Regions from separate parts of the Sus scrofa genome. Here region 1 is linked to region 2. A link is a contact called in public Hi-C data. All regions are on one chromosome and are shown on one strand. The core of a region is the stretch at or near the end of the contact, and the rest is flanking DNA. Distances in the headings are between cores, read along the strand shown.

Region 1 (3,560 bases), core at 532-3,031, 35 kb before region 2:
TTAGAATAGAGCAGTTTTGTTATTCTCAGCAGCCCTTTCCAACTTAGGATAAACCAGCACTTTTTAAAGTGTTGCAGACAAAAATCCCCTCTCTTTAGGATCTGCCATGTGCCTAGATGTAGCTGGTGAGAAAATAGAAGTGTGTCCCAGTACAGGACTGGCTTCTGTAGCTTGGCTTTATGGCCGACCTCATCTCTGGCATAGATGGAGGGGTCTCAGAGCCACTTGGTTACGAGGCAGATTTTTAAGCCGCAGGTCCCCTCAGGATGGTCTCCTTGAAGAGTGGTGTTTAGGGAGCTTAGAGCAGAGACTTAGAGGTGAGCCGTAGACCACCTCTGACTTGTATTGATCACAGCCACTTTTCAGGGTGGCAAAGGCATCATGCCTCATTAGCTTTGGCTCTCAGTATGTGAGCTATATTAGTAGTTTCAGAGATCTTTCTATCTCCTGTAGAATCACTTCAGTTTTCTTTAAAGCAAATTAGCACAATGATGTTGAAGTAGCCAATGCACAAGTCAGGTTGGTTATCTATGCCAGTGAGGTGGGATCCCTAGGTTCCATGCTTACTCTCCATCCCCTCACCCCCTCCTTGAGAGACTTTGGGCAAATCACTTTAATCTAAATCTTCACCTATCGTTAAGGGTACCTAATAATGTTATTGGAAGGTCCAGTAACATTCATAAAGCTATTTTAGAGTTCCATGAAATGTGCCTGGAAGGCAAAAGGTGTAATATTAAAGATACCAAAAGCGATCATTTAAATTTTGAGCTTATACCTTTCAAATTTGGGTTGCCATTGAGTTTAATACTTTGAATTTATATTCCATAGGAATGTATTTTTAAAAATTTGCTATAGATGATATTATTTGATAGGACAAAATGATCATTACTGTTACTACTAGGAAATAGCATGGTTTAAATGTAGTTTAATTTTTGTAAAACTTAGCAAGTTCATCGCTATTTACCAGATTAGGGGAATGGAAGAAACTAACTTGAAATTTACTATTGGTAATTCTATTTAGATGCACATAACATTGGAATTAATGAGGGGTCTGGAATCTGGTAGCCCATGGGGTTATATGTTTTCTTAAGGCTACATGGCAAGGAATGTGTATTTATTGTGCTTCCTTATTAGATGAATTTCAGTCAAGCCCAGTTCTAGCAGATGAGTCCTTATTTTCTTGGGGAAAAAAGATTGGAGAGAAGACTTTTAAACAAATGACTAACAAAGCATTCTTAAACTGTAAGGCAAATTGAGGTCAGAAATTTTGTTCCACACCAAACAATGCTTCTTTCTCTTGTGCGTTTGAAACAAATCGTGTTCATCGTGTCTGTGATTGTTGGTTATTTCATCTGCATTTGTTAGACTTCAGAGGTGGTTGGCATTAATATTCCTGGCGAAATCAGCGGCAGCTCTAGGATGTGTGAACTGCTGATCACTCACGGGGCTGCGCTGCCTCTTTAATATCTTGCTTGCAGATGCATTTTCTAGCTGACCACGCTTTTAAGAGCTGCCATCAATCAAGCAGCCTCCCGGTTCCGGCTGTCGGGAGGGGAGGGAGGACTGGGGAGGAGGGGAGGCTGGCCAAGCTGGGCCGCAGATAAAATTGCTTCGGCTTTGTGTGTGTGTGCGCGCGCGCCCCCGGTGGCGGCCGGCAGGGGCGCGCGCGGAGTGGGCCAGGCTCCAGCCCGGGTTTTGCCGGCCGCCGCCGCCGCCGCCGCCGCGGCGGGGAGGCTGCTCTTTCTCTCCCAGCGTCTGGGTCACAGGCATGTGGCAGTGTTGGCCCGGCCGCCGGGGCTGAAGGAGTGCGAGCTGCGGCCGCCGCTTCCCCCAGTCGCGGGCGGGGCCCGGCGCGGCCACGGCCTCCTGCAGCCTCAGAGCCGCCGGGACCGGCGCCCGCGCCTTGCTGCCCTGCGGCCGCCGGGGCCTCCTTTTGTTTAGCAAGTGCATTTCACGCCCCGAGCTCCCGCCCGTCCCGTCGGTGCCCGCGGGCCAGAGTTTGCGGGGGGCCCATGCGCCGGAGGAGGTGGTGAAGGAGGCGGCGGCGGCGGTGGAGGCCGGAGGGCTCAGCTCCTGCTGCGACCGACCGGCCGCAGGCAAGTGGCCGGCCCCTCTTGCTGCGAGGTGGACGCGGTCTCGGGCCAGGAAGTTGGACAAGTGTGGGCGCAGGGGCTCTCGGAGGTGGGTGTACGGAGTGCAGTAGCTGACCCTAGAGAGATGAGCAACTAGGGAATTACTAAGAATAGTGGTGGCTTTCCAGGAATCAGGAATAGGTATTTGCTGCGTTCCATTTTGCATTTCTGTTGGGTTTCCTCGTTGTTTTTTTGTTTTTAATTGCCCAAACTCCAGAAATCCCAGTTTACTAAACCAAATGAGAAACATGTTTAGGGCAGAGAAAACACTATTTTTTAAGGTGTGTATTTGTATGTGTGTGTGTGTGTATGCGTGCGTGTGTGTATGGGTGTATGGGTGTGTGCGTTTTCTTTAAAAGGAAAGCTGAAGCAGTGTATAGTCTAAAAGCTGCTGTTTGATCCAAAACTTTATTGCTTACTATGGAGTAAATTTAAGTTTAAAAATAAAGTGAGTTGGATGGAGTTGATTGTAAAGTAATTTGGAGCTGCTTAAGTGACGTAGAATTTGTTTCTTGGATCAAAATACTTACTTTACCAGATTAGCTAAAATGCAGAGATAGTTTTGAAGATCACTTCGAGTTTTTGGTTTGAGGTGGTGGCTTCCCCACCCCCTCCCTCTGTTTACTCCGATCTCTGGCTCAGGTTAAAGCCTTGGGGAGACCTGCTTGACCGCGTCTGTTTGCTAAGAAGCCCTTACTTTGTTTTACTCTCAGCCTTTCCCCTTCCAGGCTCACTGGTGCCACTGCTCTTCTTGGGGCTGTTTGGGTGAATCTTGGGGAGAAGCTCTTCTAATAGGTTACTTTGTTTTACTCTCAGCCATGTGGAAATTAAAAAAAAAAATGTGAATGAACACTGAGGTCAATAGATGAATTTTCCCCTTTGAAGCCTGTGTCTTTGCACTTTAAGATACAGTGAGTGAAAGTTGAGGAGAACAGAGTTGACAAAGTCCTTGAAATTATGTGCCAAAATTACTATATTCTGATACCTCCCCCCCTTTTTTTCCTCCATAGGAACTCTAGGTCCAAAGTAGACATGATTTGAAACCACGCAGACGGGAACAATATCCCATGTAAGCCTGCTGATCTGTGGGCAATTATTTCCAGATGCAGAACCAACTCCACATTTTTATGTGTGTTAGATTTGGGCTCTAGGAGGCAATTGCCTTTCTGAAAATTTACATTGCCTGGTAAAATAACACAAGGCAGACGTTTCAGAGGCTTAACAGCAAGTTCACAATAGTATGGGAGCAGTAGTTAGAAGCCCTGTGTTTGTTTTTTTCCAAGTCTGTAATTTAGTAGGGTTTAAACTATTTTACAAAGATCTCTGGGACCAGTGAAAGGTGGTTTTGAGTCCAGAGCACTTGAGTGCTCGTTGTACTCTGGCAGGCCCTGGTGCTTGGCAGGTTGTGCTTGCAGTGTTACTTGATCT
Region 2 (3,116 bases), core at 607-3,106:
AGCCTCCTCCTTTTGTTCATTGACAGATATAATCATAATTTTCTTGATAATGCACATATATTTTGAGTCCAGTTAAACCTTTTTATATCAAGTATTTAAAAACAGTATGCTTTTTTGGAGTTTCTGTTGTGGCTTAGTTCTAACGAACCCAACTAGTATTCATGAGGATGTGGGTTCAATCCCTAGCCTCGCTCTTTGGGTTAAGGATCCTTGGTTGCCTGCATTGTAGGTCACAGATGCTGTTCGGATCCCACGTTGTTGTGGCTGTGGTGTGGCCAGCAGCTGCAGCTCTGTTTCAGCCCCTAGCCTGGGAACTTCAATATTGCTGCAGGTGCAGCCCTTAAAAAATGAAAAGAATGTGTGTGTGTGTGTGTGTGTGCGCGCGCGCACACACACACACTTGATTCAACAACTTTTTTTGACCATGCCCATGACATGTGGATGTTCCTGGACCCGGAATCAAACTCGTGTCATAGCAGTGACAATGCCAGATCCTTAGCCACTAGGCCACCAGGGAACTCCTTAACATTTCTTTAGGATTCAAATTTTGATACCAACTAAACATCACCAGTGAGCCAATTAAGTCTTCATTTGAATAGCTGTTTTATTTCTCTTTGAAGGGAGGGGGCATTGGAGAGGTGTCCTGTCTTATATGTCTTCCTAAAGTGGAAAGCAGCCTGTATTTTATTAAAAGGAGCATTTGGTAACATTATTAATATGTAATTTGTCTATAGGCAACTGTTACATATGTTGAGGGCTTCTCTGAATAAAACAGTGTGTTATTGTCACTTTAGGATATTCAGAACATGGTCCTGCTACAGTCTTTCCACTGTCCTATCACTGAATCTTCACCCCAGTTCACCAATTTATTTGGCCTGTCTGTAATAGCTTATTTGCATCAGAGTTTTCACTTGATACCTGGAATATTTCATCTCCTGAGGTTTGTTTCCATACCATCCAGTTTCCTGGTTGTTGGTATAGGGTTTGTGTGGTATAGATTCCTAGATTTAAATCTCTAGCCCAGAGCTTTCTGACCTTTGGATCCATCGTATGTTTCTGGTTGGTGATCTATTAAGCATCTCAAATGTAACATGTTCCAAACGGAATTCCCAGTTTCCCTTCTCTTTCCATCAGTAAGAGAAGCTTTGCTGTTCCAGTTACTTAGGCCCAAACCGTGGCCTCCTCTTTGACTCTCCATTTTGTCTCACATCACATCCAGTCTGACGGCAGATTCTGATGGCTCTACACACAGAACCCACCCACAGTCTGACCTCTGTTGAGCACCTGCACTGCCACTACCTAGCCTGAAGCAATAATTTCCTGACCCTGCAGCAGCCAGAGGGAGCCTGTTAAAATGTAACTCAGATCATTACTTCTCTGTGTCAAACCCTACGATGCCTCGTTTCTTATTTCAGTCAGTGCAGGGCCCCCCCACCCCCACCCCAGCTATGTCTTTCTTCTTTGCTGTCACTGCTTCAGCCACCTTTTGCTGTTTGGATATTCCAAGTGTGCCTCTGTCTCAGGCCTGTACTTGCTTTTTTCTCTCTGCCTGGAAGGCTCTCTCCCCAGAAAACCGCACAACTTGCTGCCTTATCAAGTGACCCTTATCAGTGATTACCTAAAATAAATCACCACCACCACCACCCCATTCCCTTTTGCCCAGCTTCCATTTTTCTCCATGACACTTATCACCAACTAATATACATCTTCTTGTTTGTTTGTTGCTTGCCCCCTCCCCTACTAAAGCTCTCTGAGGTTAGAGATTGGGTGTATTCTGGGCATGCGTATCTCTGTGGCTCAGGGGACAGCCAGGACTTGGCACCTAGTAGGTGCTCAATAAATATTTGCAGAATTCATGGTGGCATTGACAGGGACTCTGCTCTGGACGTTGGTGTTTCTTTAAAGCTCAGTGTTACAGCCACAGTGTTGAAGTGTTGGGGTCCAGGCCCTGGGACTCCCTGTAGACCCACCCCGCCGATCACTTTCTAGTTGTTGGTATCTTGTTCTGAATCATTCTCGTGGCTCTCCTGCCTTTCTCTTAGAATGACATCAGGTTAACGGAGATGGCAGGGCAATGCATTTGGTCAAGCTAGAGAGAATCACACCCAGTCAGAGAGCTCAGGCATAGAAAATGGCACACTGGCATTTGGCTCAGACTTCAGCTTTTAGTCAGGGCTAATTTTCCCCTCATGTAAGACTCAGATTCTGGGTATTTTTAGAAGGACTGTTCCTGTGAGTTTTATGGTTAAAAACAACCCTTGATGTGATTTGTACCCATGGGTCAGAAGGTCATTATGAATGCTTTTGGTTTTTCATGTATGTGTGAAGGATAATTACATTAAGTGTAAAATCCACCCCGTCATTTCCTTTCATCAAGCGCTGAGAGCTTATGTGCTATGGTTGCAAATTAACTTTGACTCTTGGAGCTGTGCAAGCTCCAAGAACCCTGGTCCAACTTACCTGCTTTTGAACTTGTGGTGCAGAGGTAGTAAGCCTGACCAAGTATTCCCGCATATCAACGATTACTGAGGTCCAAAGAAGGTTCTCTTTCGTTTTCAGTGTTAACATGAAATAAAACTTCTCCTTCCATGTGTTTAGTTAAGGATGCTTTTACAGCTCCAAGAAGGGTGGTTTTTCTCAATTGCAGAGGTAGAGCTCATCTTGAGAATTTTGTAGCCGGATGCATCTTTCTTTTTTAGCCGTAGCAAAGCTTGAGCCTTTTCTTATTAGTTTGTAATGTTGCTGTTTGTGTGTGTTTTAGCAGCTTTATTGAAATATAATTTGAATATCATAATTTACCCCTTTAAAGTGTACAGTTTAATAGCTTTTAATATTTTCACAGATATATGCACACATCACCATATTAATTCTAGAACATTTATATCACCCCCAAATGAATCCCATAACCACAGCACCCCACCCACCACCTACCCCCAGGCAGCCACTAACCTGCTTTCCATGGATTTGCCTTTTCTGGACATTTAATGTAAATGGGTTCATACAATACATGTGATCTTTTGTGACTGGTGTTTTTAATATAACGCTTTTCAGGTTTATCCATGTTGTAATACATTAGTTTTCATTTCTTTCTATTGCAGAATAATGTTGTATTGTAT

What was found. A called contact is a pair of places that touch in the nucleus more often than the background predicts.
Region 1: a Hi-C map of liver shows a contact between it and region 2, with 6 times the contacts expected there. The contact joins the promoter of RERE here to the enhancer-like site in region 2. A contact is called at or near these places in 1 of 5 promoter capture datasets (liver), 6 of 47 Hi-C or Micro-C datasets (embryonic fibroblasts, epiblast stem cells, liver and 2 more) and 1 of 2 datasets of contacts at active chromatin or transcription factors (skeletal muscle).

The regions. Positions count from the first base shown.
Region 1 is chr6:69,257,076-69,260,635 of Sscrofa11.1, reverse strand. RERE (arginine-glutamic acid dipeptide repeats protein) reads left to right here and starts at 1,781. Exons shown (of 24, transcript XM_021095277.1): 1 at 1,781-2,181.
Region 2 is chr6:69,222,836-69,225,951 of Sscrofa11.1, reverse strand. All of the region lies in intron 1 of RERE (arginine-glutamic acid dipeptide repeats protein), which reads left to right. Among named protein-coding and RNA genes, the nearest start is that of RERE, 34 kb to the left of the region's middle. Within about 2 kb of position 1,856, at least 3 of the 83 cell types and tissues checked have an H3K27ac peak or open chromatin away from gene starts, as enhancers often do. A contact at or near this core is called in liver, where this site is marked.